Regions from separate parts of the Sus scrofa genome. Here region 1 is linked to region 2. Evidence: chromatin contacts called from public HiChIP or PLAC-seq data. All regions are on one chromosome and are shown on one strand. The core of a region is the stretch at or near the end of the contact, and the rest is flanking DNA. Distances in the headings are between cores, read along the strand shown.

Evidence for each region. HiChIP or PLAC-seq counts read pairs in DNA pulled down with a chosen protein or histone mark.
Region 1: a contact with region 2 is called in an H3K27ac HiChIP or PLAC-seq map of alveolar macrophages. The contact joins two enhancer-like sites. A contact is called at or near these places in 1 of 5 promoter capture datasets (fetal skeletal muscle) and 1 of 2 datasets of contacts at active chromatin or transcription factors (alveolar macrophages).

Annotation. Positions count from the first base shown.
Region 1 is chrX:125,162,014-125,167,488 of Sscrofa11.1, forward strand. GAB3 (GRB2-associated-binding protein 3) reads right to left here. Exons shown (of 11, transcript XR_002340617.1): 9 at 156-272. Among named protein-coding and RNA genes, the nearest start is that of GAB3, 44 kb to the right of the region's middle. Within about 2 kb of position 3,103, at least 12 of the 83 cell types and tissues checked have an H3K27ac peak or open chromatin away from gene starts, as enhancers often do. A contact at or near this core is called in alveolar macrophages, where this site is marked.
Region 2 is chrX:125,052,557-125,057,857 of Sscrofa11.1, forward strand. IKBKG (inhibitor of nuclear factor kappa B kinase subunit gamma) reads left to right here. Exons shown (of 9, transcript NM_001113053.1): 6 at 201-344; 7 at 563-705; 8 at 818-879; 9 at 1,068-1,210. The coding sequence ends at 1,210. Among named protein-coding and RNA genes, the nearest start is that of IKBKG, 10 kb to the left of the region's middle. Within about 2 kb of position 2,650, at least 14 of the 83 cell types and tissues checked have an H3K27ac peak or open chromatin away from gene starts, as enhancers often do. A contact at or near this core is called in alveolar macrophages, where this site is marked.

The DNA of each region.
Region 1 (5,475 bases), core at 1,853-4,352, 110 kb after region 2:
GTTTCCGGGAGGCAGAATTAGGGCTGATTTTAAGATTCTTCAGTGTACACTCTGTATGCTTAAGACCTTTCAAAAAGAGCACGCAGGGTTGAAGCATTAAAACCAAACCTAAACGGAAACAGCGTCTCCCGGGAATTCTCAGACACGAAAGGTACCTGCTGTGCCGGGGCCGGCGACGCGGAGTTGAAGTCCAGGGCTAAATAATCCAGGCTGAAGTTCTTTGCCCACGTCAGAACGCCACTGCCCGGGGAGCTGGCTGCTCTGTTCTCCCCCTGGAAAAGCAACAGCACAGGGAGCGGCTTAGCTTTGGGCCGGGCCACCCGGCGCAGCCTGGCGGTGAGTCGAATGCCCGTTTGAGCAGCTGCTGTCAGATGGGAACAGCGAGCTGGCGAGTCCTGAGCCGATCAGCCTGTGTGTCTGAAGGGCTCAGAAAGACAAGCGAGCCAATCTGGCCTTCACGCGATGCTGTATTTTATTGACCATGGAAATTGGCCGACGTCTCCCCCAAGAAGAATGTGTTTCAGGGATCTGATAGGCCCTTGGAACCTTGGAAATTAAATCCTGAAACAATCAATCACTTATGAAAGCTCTAGTACAGGCATTCCAATTGCATTTAAAGATACTTTATACAATAAAACAGCAATAACACATGGGCAACAGCCACCCATGGCTGCACCGTCCAGCGTCAGAAGTGGAACCTTACGAGGCATGCCTGCCTCTCCCCCTCAAGCGGCTGAGCAGCCAGCTGAACCGTGCCTTTATCACGAGTCTTTTTAAATAGTTTTATGAGTGTGTGAGCAGCCTTAGGTGACCAATAGTTTAGTATGGCCTGATTGGAACTTTTACCAATAGAACCACATTGTATGCATTTTTTGGTGACCTCAGTTTTTTGGGGGGGCTGCACCCTCAGCATATGAAGGTTCCTGGGCTAGGGATCGAATCAGAGCAACAGCTGCTGGCCTACACCACAGCCACAGTAACTCGGGATCTGAGCTGCGTCTGCGACCTATCCCACAGCTCATGGCAACGCCGGATCCTTAACCCACTGAGCAAGGGCAGGGACCGAACCCGCAACCTCATGGATCCTAGTCGGATTCGTTAACTGCTGAGCCACAATGGGAACTCCCTGGTGGCCTTGATTTTTGCTCCATATTACATACTTCACATTCATTCGTGTCCACGCACCAACCTGATTTCATTCATTCTCCATAAAAATAGATGTGACCATTGCATCATTTAACTGTGCCACCGACAGTGAATATTTGAGTTGCTTCAATTTGGAGGCTATTAGAAGCAGTGCTGCTGCAGGCAGTCATGCACCAGGAGGGAATCTCTACTGCATCCCTGGGACGTGCACCTTCAATTTCACTGTCGCGGGCCTGACACGGGGAAGCGCCATCTTACTGCTGTTTGATTGGCCATGCCCTTGGTAATTTAATTAATTGGCCATCCTTCCAGATATCTAAGCATCATTTCTGTTTTCTCTTCTGTAAACTATCTGTTCAGGTTTGTTTGCATTTTGCTCATTTTAATACTGAAGTGCTCCTTGTACACCCAGGCTAATAACCCAGCAGAGTCTGTATTGCTCTTTCTTTTTATGTTTTTTTTTTCCCCCTTTTTGGCCGCAGCCATGGCATATGGCAGTTTCTAGACCAGGAATTGAACCTGATGCCAGATCCTTCATCCATTGTTCTGGGCTGGGGATCAAACCTGTGCCTCATCAGTGACCCAAGTTGCCGCAGAGACAATACCACATCCTTAACCTGCTGTGCCACTGCAGGAACTACTATGGTATTTTTCTAAATGAATAATTCTCACTTTTAACGTCATGTATCAGTATTTTCCCAAGTAGCTTGTTCTTATATTTTGCTTAAGGAATTCTTCTTATGCTACTAAGATCAACATTTGTTTAACTTTCCTGGGCCTGATAAGTCATTTATTACAAATGCCTCTGCTTTCCAGTTTCCAACACGTCACTGCTGTTGTCTTCTTCGATTCCTCACGTTTTGGTGGCTTTATGCCTTTAACAAATCCTTTTACTACGATTTTAGAGGATGTTTTGGGCTGCAGGGAAAACAGAAGCCTGTGGTCGATCTGCCTTATTTACTGAGAGGTTCAGGAACAGATTCTCAAATGGTAAACCCACTTTGCATACCTGGAATAAATCCAACTTGTTTGTGCATACATATTTTCAGCTTTATAAAATACTGACCTTGGTTTGCTAACATCTTTGGAATTCCTTTTGTAAACAGCCTTGTTGAGATAAACCCACACCTTACAATTCCCCAAGCTCTAGGCAACCACCAGTAGTCTAATTCCTGTCTGTAGAGATGTGTTATTCTAGACATTTCATACAAATGTAAACATTCCAGGAGTTCCTATCTCAGCTTAGCAGAAATGAATCTCGCCAGCATCCATGAGGATGCAGGTTCGATCCCTGGCCTCGCTCCGTGGGTGAAGGATCTGGCATTGCCGTGAGCCGTGGTGTAGGTCGCAGACACGGCCCAGGTCTGGCATTACTGTGGCTGTGGTGTAGGCCGGTGGCTGCAGCTCCGATTCGACCCCTAGCCTGGGAACCTCCAGATGCTGTGGGTGCGGCCCTAAGACAACAACAACAACAAAATGTAAACTTTCGATGGGAGTTCCCATCATGGCTCAGCGGTTAGCAAACCTGACTAGCATCCATGAGGATGCAGGTTTGATCCCTGGCCTCGCTCGGTGGGTGAAAGATCTGGCGATTCGGTGAGCTGTGGTGTAGGTCGCAGACACAGCTTGGATCCCGCGTAGGCCGGCAGCTGTAGCTCTGATTCGACCCCTAGCCTGGGAACCTCCGTATGCTGCGGGTGTGGCCGTAAAAAGAAAAGAAAAAAAAAAGTAAACATTCGGTAGGGGGTGGGGACCTTGCGATTTAGAAGAAAGATGCATGTGGCCTTTCAGTTACATCCTCTTATGAGAAGCCCAGGAGCCCGTGAGCTGTGTTTCCCTGAGGCCCGGCGCCGCTCTAGCCAGTCAACCCAGCCCTCGGACGGGGTGGCGGGTCCCCGCGGCCACGGCTGCCCAGTCTAGGCTTGCAGTCGGCCCCGGAAGGGGAAGCGGGGAAGCGGGGAGAGGGCGGTTGCGACCGGCTTCTGTCCCTCAGCACTGTGTTCCGGGTCCGTCCCCGCCGCCCCCTGGATCTCTCGTTTCCTTTCTGCGCCCTCATCAGCCGGCGAGCGTTTCCGCCGCTTTCCCTCGGGGGCTAATGAACGTGCCTGTGCACGATTCGGTTGCACTTCTTCTGTTTAGGATTTCTTAACCTGCACGAATAAGATGGGGATATGGTTTTCTCCTCATATGAACGCTATCTGTTTTGGTATCAGGTTATTTTTGCTTTATACAAGAAGCTGGGTAATAGTTCCTCTTTTTTCCATTCCCTGCAAGTATTCATGTAAGGTTGCAAAATAATCTCTTCCTTTTGGTAGCAAGTCTGTAAAGTTTTTAGGGCCTCGTGATCCTTTGCTGTAAAAATTTCCCTACGTATTCAGTTTCTCTAATGATATAGTCATTCTGGTTTTCTATTTCTACTTGGTTCAGTTTTGGATAATTTTTTCTGAGCATCTGCCTGTTTTCACTCAGGTTTTCAAATTCACTAGCATGACCTTGTTCATAATATCCGCTTGCGGCATTTATCTCGGATATGTGTGCAAATATTACCTCTTCTATGTTTGTGACATTGTTTATTTGTAGCCACTGCTTTTTCTTGATGGGTGATGTTCAATTTTAGTCTTTTCAAAGAGTAGATTAGGTCGGTGTTCATCTTTAGTTTCTATTTTTCTTTTTAGTACCGCACCTGCCGCACACGGAAGTTCCCAGGCTAGGGGTCCAATCAGACCTGTAGCCGCCGGCCTCCACCACAGCCAAAGCAACGCAGGGTACGAGCCACCTGTGCGACCTATACCCCAGCTCACGGCAGCGCCGGATCCTTCACCCACGGAGCGAGGCCAGGGGTCAAACCTGTGTCCTCATGGATACTAGTCGGGTTTGTAACCTGCTGAGCCACAATGGGAACTCCTAATTTTGTTTATTTGGTTAACTTCTGTTCTCACCTTTGTTCATTTTCCTTCTGTGGGGTGTATTTCTTCAACTTGTTATTACAAAAAATTCTGATCATCAGTCAAACTGAAGAAAATACGCTACGAAGACCACATACCCGCCGTCTCCATTCTGCCTCGGACATCGAGGCTTTATGTGTTTATCTCCTGGTCCTGACTTGTCAATAACTTCTTCACTCTTTGGCTTTAGTATGTTTAATGCACCTGCTGAGTTTCTACTTTCATCCCTATTTTTATGTCGGAAGTTCTAAATGGCCCTTTCTAATGTCTAAATAGTATCTTGTTACTCAGTGCAATTTTCAACTCCTCATCTTGTTTTTTAAATATATAAGACATAATGAGTTTATATTTAAAATCCATATTTCCAATAATGGCTTACTTCTATGTTTGATTTTATTGTTTGTGATTCCTACTGATTCTCGGGATTTGTAATTTCTCAATATTTTTGGCAGGTGAGACCCCCTTTCCTTTCTTGGCAGTTGCGTTTTGGATTTTAGAAATATTCTCTCTACCATTTGAAGGTTATTTTGGATGTGGTGACATGGTTTTCATGGTACCTTGCCTACTGAAGTGCTTCAACAAATTACAAAAAAATGGAACAGATGTGGTTCCACTTCCAGTAATTTTAGATCAAGTAACTTTGCCCACACTTCCTACCGAGAATACTGTTTCTTTTTTCCTTTTTTGGTTATTTACCAGAAGCTTTATAGTTTTCCCTTTCACATTTAGGTCTACAGTGCACCTGGAGGCTGGCGTCTTGCATGGGTCATTAGCACCAAGACCTGGCCCACCCAACAGCCAAACAACAGCCTGGGCAGGAACGCAGCCCCACGCATCAGCAGACAGGCTGCCTAAAGATCTCCTGAGCCCAGAGCCACCCCTAGATCTGCCCCGAGACACTGCCCTGCCCACCAGGCGGCCAAGACCCAGCTCCAGCCACCACACACCAGAAATAAAACTACAGTCCTGCAGCCTACAGACCAGGTCTGCAAATGCAGGCCAGGCACTACTCTGGCACCAGCTGGCCCTGGGCCCTTGAGTGATGAGAGGGGACTGCGCAAGTGGGATGCGTAGGACACGTCCTAACAGAACTAACCGACCACATACATAAAAATACAAATAGCCATTTAGACAAAATGAGCTGTCAGAGCAACATGTTTTAGACCAAGAGCAAGATGAAACTGCAGAGGAACTAAGGGATGTGGAATAACCCTACTAATAGTGTAGAATGGAAAAGGGTGAAAAAGTACACACACACATGCACACGCATGGAACACACCACTGTCAATTAACTATACTTCAATTTAAAAACTAAAAAAAAAGAAGTTCCCATCATGGCACAGCAGAAGCGAATCCAACTAGGAACCATGAGGTTTTGGGTTCG
Region 2 (5,301 bases), core at 1,400-3,899:
CTCGAAGGGCCGGAGGAGGGCTGTCCGCCGGGAAGGGCGAGGCAGCGCTCCGGCCTCGCCTCCGCTTTCCGGGGCTGCGCGCACAGCGATGCCCCGGGCGCGGCCTGGCAGCCGGGCCGGTCTTGGTTCCTCTTGGTTCTTGCCTGGCGTGGCAGCCGGCCTGGGCCAGCTCGGGCTGCTAGCCCCTCGCCCGTCTCTAGGGATTGCAGCTGGAAGACCTCAAGCAGCAGCTGCAGCAGGCCGAGGAGGCCCTGGTGGCCAAACAGGAAGTGATCGACAAGCTGAAGGAGGAGGCCGAGCAGCACAAGATTGTGATGGAGACGGTTCCGGTGCTCAAAGCCCAGGTGAGCCTGGCCTGGGGGGCCTGCCTGGGGGCCTGGCCTGGGCGCGCTGTGACTTCGAGGCCCTCGCGGTGTTCCTGGACCCCTCCGGGCCCTCGGGGTGACCGGCTTCGCGCCACGGGCTCTGGGGGGGCAGGAGCGGGTTCTGCCGGTGCCCCGGCAGCCGCGTCTGGCAAGAGGCCGACGGCCGGCGGGCGCTGCCCCTGTCTTGGCTCTGCCAGGCCGACATCTACAAGGCGGACTTCCAGGCCGAGCGGCAGGCCCGGGAGCAGCTGGCTGAGAGGAAGGAGCTCCTGCAGGAGCAGCTGGAGCAGCTGCAGAGGGAGTACAGCCGGCTGAAGACCAGCTGCCAGGAATCGGCCAGGTGGGGGCGCTGGGGCCGGGCCTCCCCCTCCCCGCCGCCCTCCCGCCCCGTCGGCTTCCCCGCGGGGGAGACTGGCTCGTCCCTGCTGATCGGACGGTTTCTCTTCTCCAAGGATCGAAGACATGAGGAAGCGGCACGTCGAGGTCTCCCAGCCCACCTTGCCCCCCGCCCCAGGTGAGTGAGCCCGGGGGCCGGGGGGGGGCTCGGGGGGCAGCTGCACCCGCCACCCCTCCCCCTCAGGGCTGCTGATCCCGCTCATTGGATCCCAGGGTCCCATGGAGTCCCTGTCCTCTGCCCCCTGCAGTTTGCGCGTGGGGACGCCCGCGGAGCCCGCCCCCACGGTGCCCGCTCTTTCTCCGCAGCTCATCACTCCTTTCACCCGGCCCTGCCCAGCCAGAGGAGAAGCCCCCCCGAGGAGCCCCCCAACTTCTGTTGCCCCAAGTGCCAGTACCAGGCTCCCGACATGGACACCCTGCAGATCCATGTCATGGAGTGTATCGAGTAGGCCGCCCGCCGCCGGCCAGCCCAGGACGCTGCGCTCTCCTGCTCCGAGACTGAGGGTGGCCCCTTCTCTGGGCCCCGGAGCCAGCTGCGGGCCTCACGCCTCCGCCCCGCCTGCTGGTCGACCTCTTTCTGGGCGCACGGAGCCCAGCCAGGCCTGACGCTCTGCTCTTTCTGTTTGTTCTGTCTGCTTGAACCGCTTGTCTCTGGAGCTCGCTCATCCTCTGCCTGCACCAGCGAAGTCAGGAGTGAAGGCCGGGCTCTCGGAAGGAGCTGCTTCCCCGGCCCAGACGGGCGGGACCCCTCCTGCCAGCCGCCTGGCACAGGGCAGCGCCGCGGGCGTGGGCTGAGTGGTGGCCTGGTGGCGGCTGCGCCGAGTTGGATCGAACCTGTCCGCTGCCCATGGACACTGGGTTTGTTACCGATCATCGTTTTATGGTCATAAATGACTCTGCACTGCAAAGCCCTGGCCATCAATCGTGTGTACCTCTGAGTTGGCTTCTTAGAAGCAGCACCCCTGAGCTTCTGCAGAGGGGCTAGTCGTGCCGGGGTCCTTCCCCCAGGAGTGGTTTCGTGCCCCGTAGCCTTGCCCCACGTCAGGGGGGTCCAGCCCGTGGGCTTGTGCCATCTGCCAGACGTGCTCTTCTCTCGTAAGAGTGAGCATAGGAGTTCCCCTTGTGGCTCAGCAGGTTAAGAACCCGATGTAGTCCCTGTGAAAATTCGGGTTCGATCCCTGGCCTCGCTCAGTGGGTTAAGGATCCGGTGTTGCCATGGCTGTGGTGTGGGCTGGCGGCTGCGGCTCCGATTCGACCTCTAGCCTGGGAACCTCCATATGCCGCAGGTGTGGCCCTAGAAAGAAAAATAAAGAAAAGAGAGTTTGAAGCTTGAAGGAGTTCTCCAGTGGCCTCGCAGTTAAGGATATGGAGTCGTCACTGTCGTGACGCTGGTTTGATTCCTGGCTCAGGCACTTTCGTATGACGCGGGTGAGGCAAAAAGAAAGCTTGAGCATCTTTCCAGAGCTCGAAGGGTCCTTTTCAGTCGTTCTAGTATAAATGGCTTTTTTCCATCATTTTGCCCTGTTTGCTGCTGGACTGTTGGTCTTTTGTTCCTTGACTTCTACTAGAGGCTCTTGACTCGTTAGTGGGATGGAGTGAGAGGAATTGCAGTTATCTTTTCCCACCAACTTGGTGCTGGTGTGTTTGGACTCGAGCTGGTTCTCTTCGTGTAGTCACATTTCTCCACTGTTCCGTCACGGCTTTGGGTTTGCTCAGACGTTTTCCCAGCACTGCAGTGTGTGCCTTGTCCTCCCCAGAGCACTGCCACACAACCAGCGCAGGGGGGCGTGTTTCATCACCTTCCAAAAGTCTCTCATGCTGTTCTTGCACCAGCCCTGCATGGCCTGGCCTTGCCAGTGGCAGCCACTTGGTAATCTTTGGCAGACTGCCAACAGCGCAGGCCTCTTGCGTGTTGTTCTGCAAGATTCTGGCTCTTTCCGAGGCTGTCAAAGCCATGGGCGTTGGCCTTGCAGTTGTCAGGAAGGATGTCCCCCCCGCTGCTGCCGAGGGCTGGCCTGCTGGGGAGTGGAGGTCACGGGCCCAGCCCCGGCTTTTGTCCAGGGCCCCCTGCTCCCTAGGGTCGGGGTCTGGGTCTCCTGCTGGAAGCCGGCCCAGCCAGCGGCCTGTTCTGAAAGCAGAGCCTGGCCTGGGGACTTGCTTGTCAGCTGCAGGTGTGGGAGGAAGACCCAAGCGGGGTGGAAGGAGGGGGGGGCGCTGGGGGGCGAGCGATCCTCAGGACCTCTGCTCTGCAGCTGGATGCCACTGCCGGGGTGATGGGCGTGGAGCTGCTGGGCCGCCTGCACCCTGGGTGCTGGGACTGTGCTGCTGAGAGGGGCTCAAGGAGGAGGCAGGACGCGGGCCCCCCCCCCAACCCGCCGGGGCTCTGGCGGTGGCGCCCCCAGAGGCTGCCCAGCAGCGGCCGGGAGCCTCCCATCGCCCCCGCCTGGGCCCTGGGGGGCCACTGCTCTTTCGGACCTTCTATTCCCGGAGGCTGGGCGCCCTTGCTCGCTGCCACCTTCTCCGTGTCGGGCCGAGCGTCCGTTAGAGACCCAGGGTCTGAAAGCAGGCCGGTGGCCCGGAAATGAGTGATTCCACTGTCTCTCTGGCTTTCCTTAGGTTGGGCTTCCGGAACAAGTGGCCGGATTCTTGCCATGAGGGAAGCCGCTTGCCCACCTTATTAGCTGTGGCCCCTTGCTCGTCACCGTCCTGGGTGTGGGAGGGAGAGAGACGGCTGGACGCACAGCCCCGGTGTCGCTCCCCGCTGCTCCACAGCGAGCCAGCCAGTAAGAAAGGAACCCAGACGAAATGGGACGTCAACATAGCAACCAGTGAAGACTTCTGGTGCCTTCCTGGCAAGGGGCAGGGACAGGCCTGGGATGTCGCCCCTTCTGTGGGACGGAACAAGCACTTAGGGACAGTGGGTACCCACAGAGACTTCGGCATTTTAGAGGCTCACGGCTCTGTCATCTGTCGCCACCAAAGACCACGGTGAGATCAGAGGCTGCACTTCTGGACAACACGGGCCTCTGCAGCCAGCGCTGTGGACACCCTGTCGCCCGGGGCACACTCTGGCCGAATAGACAAAGTCCTGTATAAAGTCTGGCCCCAATAAAGACGTAAGAGCTGCATCCATGTGCGTGGGAGTGATTGTTTTCCTTGTGTGTTGAGGTATTTTCCAGATGCCTGGGCTTCGTATGCAGGACTTGGAGCCCTGGAGACCGTGGTGGCCCGTGTGGGTGCAGCTGGGAGGATGGCCGGCAGGTGGCGGGCGGCAGGCAGCGCGAGGCCCCACCCTGCCCCTCTGCACTGTGTTTGCTGGGGCTGCACAGGCTGGGCGGGGTCGGCAGCACAGACCTATGCCTCCCAGTCCTGGAGCCGGAGTCCAAGGTCAAGGTGTGTTCCAGCCTCTGTCCTGGGCTCGTAGGCGCCACCTTCTCTCTGCCTCTTCACATGTCTCTGCTCCGTGTGCACCTGCGTCTCCACACCCGCCTCGTCCTAAGGACTGCGGTCACGTGGCTGAGGGCCCGCCCTGGGCTCACCTCTGCCAAGGCCCGTCTCCCAGCACAGCGGTGCCCTCAGGTCAGGACTCCCAGGGGTCTCTTTCGAGAGGGACACATTTCAACCCGTCTTTGTGTGTGCTTGGCCTCAGGCTCCTCATCCATGAAATGGGAACATCCAGGTTCTGCCTTCCAGTCGAGTAGCTACCGAGAGCAGGCGGTGGGCCGCACACTTGGTCCGCAGTGGACGGAGAAAAGGCGGCGCTCAGATAGGCCCGCAGTAGCAGGGCTTGCAGGGCCCAGGCAGGATGGGGGGCAGCTGCCCCCCGATTTCTGCGACCTCCACGCTTACCTGCCGGAGCGTTTCTGTGCTTAGTGAGGGTGAGGCCGCAGGCAGGGGAGGGTGGCTCGAACCTTGCCCAGGGCCGGAGCGGGAGCTCTGGGGAGGTAGGACCCACAAACCCCGAAAGTGGACGTCTCCACCCACCGCCCAAATCCCACTGCGTCGCACTGTGGGGAGGGGTCCAAGAAGTCAGCGTGGAAAACCAGCAGCACCTCGTTGCCACGCCTGCATTTGCATCGCCTGCAGCGCTATCACGAGCATCAGTGCGTTTTCTCGTTCATCTGCAAAGCCTTCTTCAGCCCCATCAAGGTGAGCTATGCGTGGCTGCTGAGAGACAGAGAGAGAGACAGCTGTAGCCCGACCGTGATTTCACACGGAGTAGCAGGTGTCCGGCTGCCTCAGGCTTTGTAAACACAGGCGCCCGTGTCACAGGTTCCCATGTTCGCGAGCGGATCAGCTGCCCCGCGAACCACGGTGGGGGTGGGCAGAGAGCCCCCTGCATTCAGGGATGAGGAGCCAGTGCTTCAGCAAACCAGGAGGAAGCAGAAAATGCATCCTGAGCTTATTCTCGAGTGTGGTACGCCAGCTGCTGTATTTCTGACACACACACACACACACACACACACACACACACACACACACACACACGGCTTTGTCCCGAGGTGCGGGGGCTGTGCGGTCCTCGGCGAGCCCTGACGTC